2 separate regions of the Canis lupus genome follow, and region 2 is linked to region 1. A link is a contact called in public Hi-C data. All regions are on one chromosome and are shown on one strand. Each heading gives the region's core, a stretch centred on a gene start, on an enhancer-like site or on the middle of the called end of the contact. The rest is flanking DNA. Distances are from core to core; before and after follow the strand shown. Region 1 overlaps CAST (calpastatin). Region 2 overlaps LOC111095126 (a long non-coding RNA gene).

What was found. Hi-C and Micro-C count contacts between places; a contact is called where the count stands out from the background.
Region 2: a contact with region 1 is called in a Hi-C map of skin fibroblasts, with 2.8 times the contacts expected there. The contact joins two enhancer-like sites. A contact is called at or near these places in 5 of 9 Hi-C or Micro-C datasets (amygdala, blood, liver and 1 more).

What each region holds. Positions count from the first base shown.
Region 1 is chr3:13,007,383-13,012,356 of UU_Cfam_GSD_1.0, forward strand. CAST (calpastatin) reads right to left here. Exons shown (of 31, transcript XM_038532284.1): 5 at 1,676-1,741; 6 at 958-999. Among named protein-coding and RNA genes, the nearest start is that of CAST, 61 kb to the right of the region's middle. Within about 2 kb of position 3,434, at least 3 of the 20 cell types and tissues checked have an H3K27ac peak or open chromatin away from gene starts, as enhancers often do.
Region 2 is chr3:13,097,101-13,102,499 of UU_Cfam_GSD_1.0, forward strand. All of the region lies in intron 5 of LOC111095126 (a long non-coding RNA gene), which reads right to left. Among named protein-coding and RNA genes, the nearest start is that of CAST, 29 kb to the left of the region's middle. Within about 2 kb of position 3,346, at least 5 of the 20 cell types and tissues checked have an H3K27ac peak or open chromatin away from gene starts, as enhancers often do.

The sequences.
Region 1 (4,974 bases), core at 2,184-4,683:
TACATCTCTGTGCTTTCCCACAGGACACCTTTGTGGTCTTATCTTGAGTACTTGCTTAAGCATGCTTGCTTGAAATAAATAATGTGTAGCATTTTATAGAGGAGAAATATTTGCCCTGCCTGCAGACAGACACTCTGGGGTCCATCTCCACATGGATGTAGACTGGTTTTCAGTCTAGACAGCCATGAGTCAGAGAAGGCATTCCCAAGGGAAAGCAGGAGCTGTCTCCTGAGAAACTGATAACCAGTTCTATAAACTGAGATAAGACTGTTAAGATAGGGCAGCCCTGGTGGCTCAGTGGTTTAGCACCACCTTCAGGCAAGGGCACGATCCTGGAGACCCAGGATTGAGTCCCAGGTCAGGCTCCTTGCATGGAGCCTGCTTCTCCCTCTGCCTGTGTCTCTCTCTCTCCCTCTCTGTGTCTCTCATGAATAAATAAATAAAATCTTTTTTTAAAAAAATAAAAAAGACTGTTAAGATAAACCTGCAGGCCTCTTAGGAAAGGCTCACATCTGTAAGGTATGTAGGTGCTGGGTTCAAAACACACATTTATTCTTGATGTCCTATCTTTAAAGTAATTGGACACTCGTTACCTTTTGTCCTTTCTCTTTCATTTTTGCTGGTTTTTTTTTAACAGTTACTTCACCAGTAACAAAAATCTAGATTTGAACAAAATGCCTTCTGAAATATACTGTTCTCATGTATAAAATAGTAAACACTCATTTTAGCCATGTATACTTATTGTAATTATTGTGTACTTATTGTAATTATTCACTTATACTCTATATAACCATATTTTAAAAGATAATACAAAATTAATTAAATTAGCTGAAAAAAATATCCTTTTCTCATTCAGTAGCACCAACAGAGGAAATGGGTTATTCATTATTATTATTATTATTATTATTATTATTATTAAGAATCCAAAGAACTCACTAGTTGACTTAAATCACTTACCTTAGTTGATTGTGACTTCTTTTCAGGTTCTGTTTTTGCAGCCTAAACTCAGAAAAATACAGAAAGAAGAGAGGGAAGGAATTAAGAAAGGCAAAAAATACACATAGTATACAAGGCTTAACATGGATTTTCTTCAATTAAGCAAGTGCAAAGAAGATGACTTTGATGTACATATAAACTTTATGAGTTCAGTTTATTATACTTTTCTTGAAATTTTAACTCTTTAGATAAACACTTAAGCAACCTAATATTTTGCTCTCACTTTTAGACAGCAATTTACAGCTTACTTTTGTTATGTGTATCAAAGGTACGAAAACACTTATTGCTACAAACATTGTAGCTAATATATTAGCTAATATATAAATAAACATTGTAGCTAATATATAAGCTAATATATATTATATATAATATAAATATATACAAATCCTCATCCTTCAAAGGCAAAGACATACACCTTGGAGTGAAATACCACGGGTTTTGGCTGCCAAAGTGAAACTATGGTGAAAACAATGGGATGGTGACAGAGCCAAGAGTACAGAAAGCAGAGACATTTAATTTTAGCGCCAGAATTTCAGTGATGGGTCACTAAGGTCTACCAGAAAGTCTGTGATGGGTGAGAGTTACCGAAGATCTGGAACTACAATTATTAGCGTGCGCTGAGCAGCTGACGTGGCCATTAGCAAACAGAAATATCCCCTAGTACAGTGAACCACATCACCTGTTTTTTGTGTCTTTTCTTGTTAGGAGAATGCTGTCCTCCCGTCTGTTTGCTGACTGGAATAGCCTAATACAAGAGCACAGCCCCAAGTGTGATTTTATTTTATCTGACAATCAAGTAAATAACATATATCACAGGGCTCAATGTTTATATCAAGTCCCCTTCTACTCACCTACTGCCATCTATCTACTCCAGCATATGTATGTTAACTCCAAGAAGTTGCAGACGCTAAAATTGTAAAGGCTCAAGCAAATATTGCAATTTGGACTTTTTTTTTGACCGTGTAAGAATCTGCAAGATTACCAGTAATATAACTAACTTCTGACCCCTTTCCTTCACCTTCTCTGTGTACCGGCTGCTTGGGCCATTATTTTGCACCTTTATGTCTAACATTTGGTTATGATCAAATCAACAGTCGCTAGTGTTGCCAAAAGTTCTCTGAAATGTTGTCAATATGGTGTTACACAACAATCCTGTAAATAGCATATAGATTTTTGTTGTTGTTGTTACATGATACAATCTAAATTTCTAGGAATGTTTCAGAAGAGCTGGTTGTGGGGCACCTGGATGCCTGAGTCAGTTAAACTTCTGACTCTTGATTTCAGCACAGGTCATGTTATCAGAGTCCAGGGATTGAGCCCCGCAATCAGGCTCTACACTGAACACTGAGCCTGCTTGAGATTCTTTCTCTCCTTCTCCCTCTGCTCTCCTCCAGCTTGTACTTGCTCTCTATTAAAAAAAAAAAAAAAAAAAAAAAAAAAAAAGGAAGATGAGGAAGAGTTGGCTCTGACTCAGGCCCTTTACTGGAGCATTTTACACAGTTTTATCCAACCAAAGGTCATCTGTATCAAAAAACACAATTCCTTCAGTACATACATGAATTCTTGGTACAGGCAAGATATGAAAACTGGAATAAAACTGGAACATTTTTTAACTTTTCAGAGTCAAAGATGAAAAATTAGGCCTAACGCCTCCCACCATTTCTTTCCCTTTTATCTATTTGCTGCTATTAACCTCAACTCCTGTTTTCTATTCTATTATCTACAAAAGCCAACACCAAATATCTTCTTAATTTATCATGTCTTGTGCTTCAGCCATCAAGATACATACATTCCTCCCATAATGGACCCTCGTTTTACCAACACACTGTTTTGGGAAGGAAACAAAGTTCATAATCACAGAAACATTTTTAAATAAATTTTATATTTTGGATCCTTTCATACTCTATCTTTGTTAGTTTCTGTTATCTGCTACTATGCTTTTTTGAACTTACGCATATGCAATTTAGTAAATGATTAAGAAGGAAAATAAGCTACCCGGTATTGCAGTGGTTTGGATCTATTAATAGCTTCTACTCTAATTTGGCAATCAAGATCTTGCATGGAAGAAATCGACAGAATGATTAAGAATTCACACTCACACATGCAAGCAGCTTATAATGGCATATTTTCATTAGTCGCTAATACATTACCTAAATTTATTTTTGCTGAAGGTGGTGGGGCTTAACACAACAGTGATGATGATAATAACCAATGTTTATTGATGATCTTTTAGTATCAGGGACTGTTGTAAACTTCACATGTGCCAACTCATTTAGTCCTCATAATAATTCTATGAGACGTGCATCATCTTCACCATCATTCCCACTTTGTGGATGAGAAACTGAGGCACACACAAGTTAGCTTCCCAAGGACATCCAGGGTGGAGCTGGGGTTTTGGGTGCTCAATCACTTCAGTGCACTTGTCTCTCCAGTACTAGCCAGCTCCTACTGGGCACCTGCTGGGAGACAGGCACTATCTAATACCCTTTCATGTTTGTGTTCTTATACAGTCTTGTGAAATAAGTACTATGATCCAAACTGTACAAATAAGGAAACCAAAGCAAAGGGGAGTTTCCAAATACCATGGCTGGTATGAAATGAGATTCCAAACCAGGCCATCTGGCTGCATGGTTCCTACTATATCGTCTTGCAGGGGTCACACCCTGAGTAGAAATGATTTGACCTTCCATTTTAACCACAGCACTGTGATCCCCCATTATAATGTGCCAGGGGAGGGACGCCTGGGTGGCTCAGCAGTTGAGCGTCTGCCTTTGGCTCAGGGCATGATCCCAGGTCCGCGGATCAAGTCCCACATCGGGCTCCCTGTGAGGAGCTTGCTTCTCCCTCTGCCTGTGTTTCTGCCCCTCTCTGTGTCTCTCATGAATAAATAAATAAAATCTTTAAAAAAAATAATAATGTGCCAGGGGCAAGAGAGGTTGGACTTAGATCTAGACATATCACCCCCCTTCGGAAGTAGATAGACTTTTATTTGAAAGATGTAGAGTAAGACAAGAATTTGGTATAGGAGCTATCATGAAATAACATCTTTTGTCTAAAAGCTTAAAATATTTGAAGAAATATGCTCAAATTCACAAAAATCAAGAGAAGGCCAGGATAAATGTTATGACCCAAACATCAGAAGTACATGAATCTAATTAATGAGAACAGTGTGACTGAAATCCACCCAGCAAAGAGTTGATGCCAGAAGTGGTCCTGAGGCAGCCATTGGTGATATTTTGTCATCAAGACATTTATTCTTCTCCCTCCCTCTTGCCTCCTACCTTCTTCTCTCTCCTCCTATCCTCCAGTTCTGGAGAACTGCCAGGAATTCTCATTATTATTGTTTAGCAATGGCTGAAGGGTTTGTGGACACTTGCTATGGAAAACAGGGCACATCTACAATAAACATTGGTCCTTGAGCACAGAGAGAGTCAGGGGCAAAGGATTAGAGCCAGGCAATGGATCAAATGAGAGCCACAATAATAAAGAGAAAAGCTTAGATTTGTGGCTTTCCTTTCTTTGCTTTTCATGGACTCTGAGTTCAATGATAATTTGTTTTTGGTTGATGCTTCTCCTACGGTCTTAAAATCATTTTAAGACCGAGATCAGATTTTTAAAAATATTTTAAGATTAAACTTGGTCTAAGTAAGTAGTGACAACTAATAGATGAAGGAAGGCTCAAGTCATGCATATTTTGAAAACAAAAAAAAAATTCATGTAAATGTAAAATACTAAATAACAATTTTAGGTTAAAAACTTTTCAATTAAGATGAAAGCTAGATGACATTTATAAGAGATCTGACAGTGTATTTCAAGATATTTGCAATGTCCTTTAAAAACAGTTCAACATGAGACCAGAGGATATCCCAACAGCACCAAAGTACAAGTGCCAGTACCAAATTATGGCATTGGATCCCACCACAGGCTAGCAAGACAGAAAGCAAATCATGCCAGTGATTTTAAACAAGGGCAACTTAA
Region 2 (5,399 bases), core at 2,096-4,595, 90 kb after region 1:
TTTTGCTGATAGGATTTAGAAAAAAAGGTGCCCTTGACACTCAGGAAATGAGTCTGCTTACATTCTCTCTCATCCCAGATCTCTGGTCCCCTATTTCAAGATAAGAGTCTATTTGGCTTGGCTCCATTTACCTGAAGTTTATGTGCGGAAAGCATGCCATATACTGAAAAAGAGGAAGAAGAGGAGAACTAACATGTTGAACATTTATTTGGCAGGGACTTTAAGTTCATAATTTCACATAATATTCATGGATTTCCTCCTGTTCTTCAAGTTTAACTAGCCACTAAGTCCCAAGAATTCTGAAGTCCTAACACCTCTCACATCTTTTCCTTCTTTTCCATTTCCTCATATATTTATCGTACTAGACTCACTTCCTCACAACTATACTGCAGCAAGTTCCTGGCAGAAACTCTCTAGACCTACATCTCCCCAGCCCAAATCACTTATCGATCTTCTTTCAACATCAGTGTAATCATCCTTATGGTGCTACTACTCCCCTTCATATGGAGAGGGAAATACCAGCTCTAGTCTCCATTCCACCTGTCTCTCCAGCCTCATTCCCTACCCCTCTCTCTCCCTGGCATTCCTAACTGATATTCTCAGTCTTATTGAAAACCCTCAGTGGTGGCAATTATTTCTTTCTTTATCTATTCCATAAACATTTACAGGGCCCCTACTTTGTGAGTGTCTCGAAGTAAGTCTTAGGGACAAAAAAAAAAAAAAGATAAATAGAACACAGTCTCTGTCCACAAGTAGGAGAAATTAACATTATACAGATTTGGGCCTTTTGGTATGTTGTGGTGAGTATTAATAATAGAGATATCTGCCTGGCGGAGGGAGAACATTGAGTGAAGACTTATCAGACTTCACTTGGGGGAAGTGAAGGTCAGGGAAAGTTTCACATAAGAGAAAATGCCTCCTCTGAAAATCAAGAAAACAATTCCATTTATAATAACATCAGAAGAAAAACACTTAAGAAAAAATCTAACCAAAGAACTATAAAGCTCATATACTTAAAACTATAAAACATTGTTAAAAGAAATTAAAGATCTAAATAAATGAAAAGATAGCCCGTGTTTATGTATTGGAGGATTTACTATTATTGTTAGGGCAATACTACTGAAACTGATCTATAGGTTTGATGCAATCCCTCTGAAATTTCCAGCTGCAAGGGACACAGAATAGTCAAAAGAATTTGAAAAAGAACACCACAGTTGAAGGACTCATATCTCCCAATTTCAAACTGACAAGTCTACAGTAATCAAGAAAATGTGGCACTGGTGTGCAGATAGAAATATGGACCAATGGAAGAGAACTGAGAGTTCTGAAGTAACCCCATACATTTATGGTCAACTGCTTTTGACAAGATTGACAAGGACATTCAATGGGAGAAAGAACAGTCTTTTTTTTTTTTTTTTAACAAGTGGTTATGAACAACTGAGGATCTACATGCAAAAGAATGCATGTGTACTTCTTTCTCACACTATGGAAATGCAAAACCATGATATTTCTCCCCACCCACAAGGATGTCTGTAATATTTTTTTTAAAAAGGCATTAGCAAGTATTGGCAAGGATGTGGAGAAATTGAAATACTCATACACTGCTATGGGGATTTAAAATGATGCAGCTTCTGTGAAAAACATCTTAGCAGCTCCTCAAAATTTTATTTTATTTTATTTTATTTTATTTTATTTTTTTTTATGATAGTCACACAGAGAGAGAGAGAGAGAGAGAGAGGCAGAGACATAGGCAGAGGGAGAAGCAGGCTCCATGCACCGGGAGCCCGACGTGGGATTCGATCCCGGATCTCCAGGATCGCGCCCTGGGCCAAAGGCAGGCGCCAAACCGCTGCGCCACCCAGGGATCCCAGCTCCTCAAAATTTTAAATATAGAATTACCATACGACCTAATAATAATATATATTTAGCAATTCCATTCCTAAATATATACCTGAGAAAATGAAGACAGGTATTAACAGATGTTCGCTTGTATACAGTGTTCAAAGCAGCATTATTCACAATAGTCAAGAAGTAGAAACAATCCAAATGTCTATCAGCTGATGAATAGATAAGCAAAATTTGTATATATACACACTAGAATATTATTTAGCCGTAAAGAAAAGTAAAGTATGGGTCCATGCTGCAATAAACATGAACCTTGAAAACATTATACTAAGTAAAAGAAGCCAGACACAAAAAGTCACAGATTGTATGATTGTAATTCTATGAATGTCCAGAATAGGCAAATCCATGGAGAGAGAAGGTAGATGAGTGGTCACCCGGGGGGGGTGAGGGTGGAGGAGAACTGAGACTCACTGGGAATAGGTACTAGTGTTCTTTTTCGAGTAGTGAAAATGTTCTAGAATTAGATCATGGTGATGTTTAGAATATGCAAAATATAGCGAATATACTAAACCCCACAAAACAAATACTTTAAAATAGTGAATTTTATGTCATGTGAGGCTAATCTCATTTTTTAGAAATGCTATTAAAATAAAAGATGCTTTAAGAAAACCTTGAAGCAGGGAAAGGCTCTAAGAGTGGAAAGTGGAGAAATAAATTCTGGGCAGAGGGTATCAAATGTACAACAGCAGAGCCACGAAGCCATATATTTAGCTCAGGACACTACAAGTGATTACAAAACCACACAAACCCAACCCAGAAAATCAGTTGTAGGTTGAAACAAACGAAACTTATAAAGCTTTTTTTCGTAAGTCAATATGACACTTCATCTCTTGTGTGATTAAAAGATGATTTTCTTCCCTCCTACATATTGCTCCTCATCTTGGAATTGATCAATAAACGAGGGATGCGTGGGTATCATCTCTCTGCCTGGAAGGCTGTCTCCCTGACTCTCTATGGATCATGCTTCCTTTTTTTTTTGGATCATGCTTTCTTATTTTTCAGTCCCAACTTAAGTGTCTTTTTCTGGAGAGGCCTTTCCTGACCCTACCATCTAAGTAGATTCCCACTTTTCACCTTTGTTTTCTATCACTGCTTCCTGTTAGTATCCTGTACAGGCAATTATGTTCACTTGCTGGTTGTTTGGACTTTTTAAAAGGAGATTTATTAACAAGGGGTGGTGGAAAGGGAGCTGGGCAGGGGGTAGGGGAGACTGGGTGATGGGCACTGAGGGGGGCACTTGATGGGATGAGCACTAGGTGTTATGCTATATGTTGGCATATCGAACTCCAATAAAAATATATATACAAAAAAATTAAAAAAATAAAAGGAGATTTATTTATTTATTTTAGGAGAGGGAGGGGCAGAGGGAGAGTGGGAGAGAATCTCAAGTGGACTCCACATGGAGCGTGGTGCCTGATGCAGGGCTCAATCCCACAACCCTGAGATCAAGACCTGAGCCGAAACCAAGACTCGGACGTTTAACCAACTGCACCACCCAGGTGCCCCTTGGCTTGTTGGATTTTTATTTCTCACCCTAGACAGTAATCTCTGAGGATAGGGAACATGATTGTTTTATTCAGTGGTATGTCCCCAGTGCTAGGACAGTGCTCCATAAATATGAGTCAAAAGCAGGAAGATGTGATAGGTAGATCAGACCTCCTCAGGTTACAGGCCCAGAGAGGCCTGGCACTGCCTCCTTGTTCTGAAGCACAATATCCCAGGCTTAGCTGGTCTAGGGCTTGGCTGTGCTTTAACTCTGTGTTTGCAAAATTTATAGCACTTGATAGCAAAGAAATTCATCCCTGCCAGAGTCAACACCAATAAGTGCTGTGACTCATGGCTCAGCCTGTGTTAGTCAAGGTTGGGCAGGATGGGCCCAGGAGGGCATTCTCTAAGGTAGCAGAGGACTGGGTTTTAAAGTTGGGAAGTGAGCAAACACACGCTGCTTGAGTGGGAGGCTCATGGGAGGTGTGTTGGGAGACAAGGTTGGAAGGCAAAGCTGAGGTACCAGTTAGAGTGAAATCTAACTCTAGAGCAACCCTCCTATGTAGCTCTGTGTGAACTCTCCGACAGAAACTGGGCAAAGGGTCAGCACGCACTTCTGAGGAAGGTGTGATGCTTTTAGTTATAGGCTTGATTCTCTGAAGGAGATGCTGAGGCATTGTGTGTGGTGTGGGATATTTATAAGGAGTAGCGCTTGTGGACAGAAGAAGGCTTGAGCAGTGGGAGAAACTGGCCTGCAGTGGAAGCTTGGCAAAGCCTTGGCCAAGCCAGGGGGCGTTCTTGGAAGAGAAATGTCAGGCAGCGTTGTCACATATCCTGCTAAATGGTGGGGCCTTTCTTACAACCCCTTCCTGCCATTCAGTGGCCACGTACAAGGCTGCCCAGGTAAAGCGATTCTCTGCAGCTGAGGTTCCTGAGTGGAGCTGACAGCTGGAGGCTCCTGTTGACCACTCTCTGCAGCGGGGAGCGGGCCCTGGCCTGGAGGGGCCATAGCTCCCACCACATGAGCCCCCTTAACGTTGGTGGTCCTGTGGAACAGGGCTTCTTCCTTTCCTTGCTTCCCTTCACTGCAGACATTGCCCAAAGGCTAGTTTTCCCTCATATCTTAGCCCATAAGAAATATTATCATTTTCCTTCCTCATGAAACAATAAGTAGGAAGCAGCAGGACTACTTGATCTTAACTCTTGATAAGAGGTTGTCAGGCCAAAGATTACATTTCTCCACCCGTTTCACCTTGGTTTGGTTTTTGAAATACAAATTTGTGGTTTTTGATTTTTCAAATCATTTAGACTTTCAAAACCAATGTCGAAGACATTTGGCTGGACATTATTCTCAAAGACAGAATAATGCTTCTCCATTTGGCTGGAAGCTGTTTAATTCTACCTTTAATGTTACTATATTCAAGGAAAGAGAAATAAAAAAAGGAAGGGGGAAATGAACTTCCCCGAAGCCCAGTATCAGGCTCTGGAGTTGATTTTTCCATGTTATATGTCATTCAGTGAGGAGGAACTGGCTTTCAAAGATAGGTCACTGATTTCGAGGACTCAAAGACACTTGCCCATCTCTTATGCCGAGGGGCAAGGCATTATTTGTTATAAATGCTAAATTCCTCTGTGTCCTTCAGGGGAGAGATACGCAGTACAGAATTCAAGTTCACCAAAACTTTTTTTTTCCTTCAAGATTGTGACTTTAGGTCTTTTAATTTCTTATATCAAATTTAGAATCCACTTGCCAATGTCTACCAAAAAAAGTCTGCTGGGGTTATGATAGGGATTGCCCTGAATCTATAGATCAATTATGGAAGAAATGATATTGATACAAGGAAAACGGCTTCTCCCTACATTAGATCTCCTTTGTTTTCTTCTCAGTCTTGTCTTCTAGTTTTCAAGGTGGAAATCTTATACAACTGCCATTAGACTTTATTCCTAGGTCATGGTGCTCTATTATAAATGATATACTGGCCATTCTAGGGCTGAGAAGGGCCAGGTCA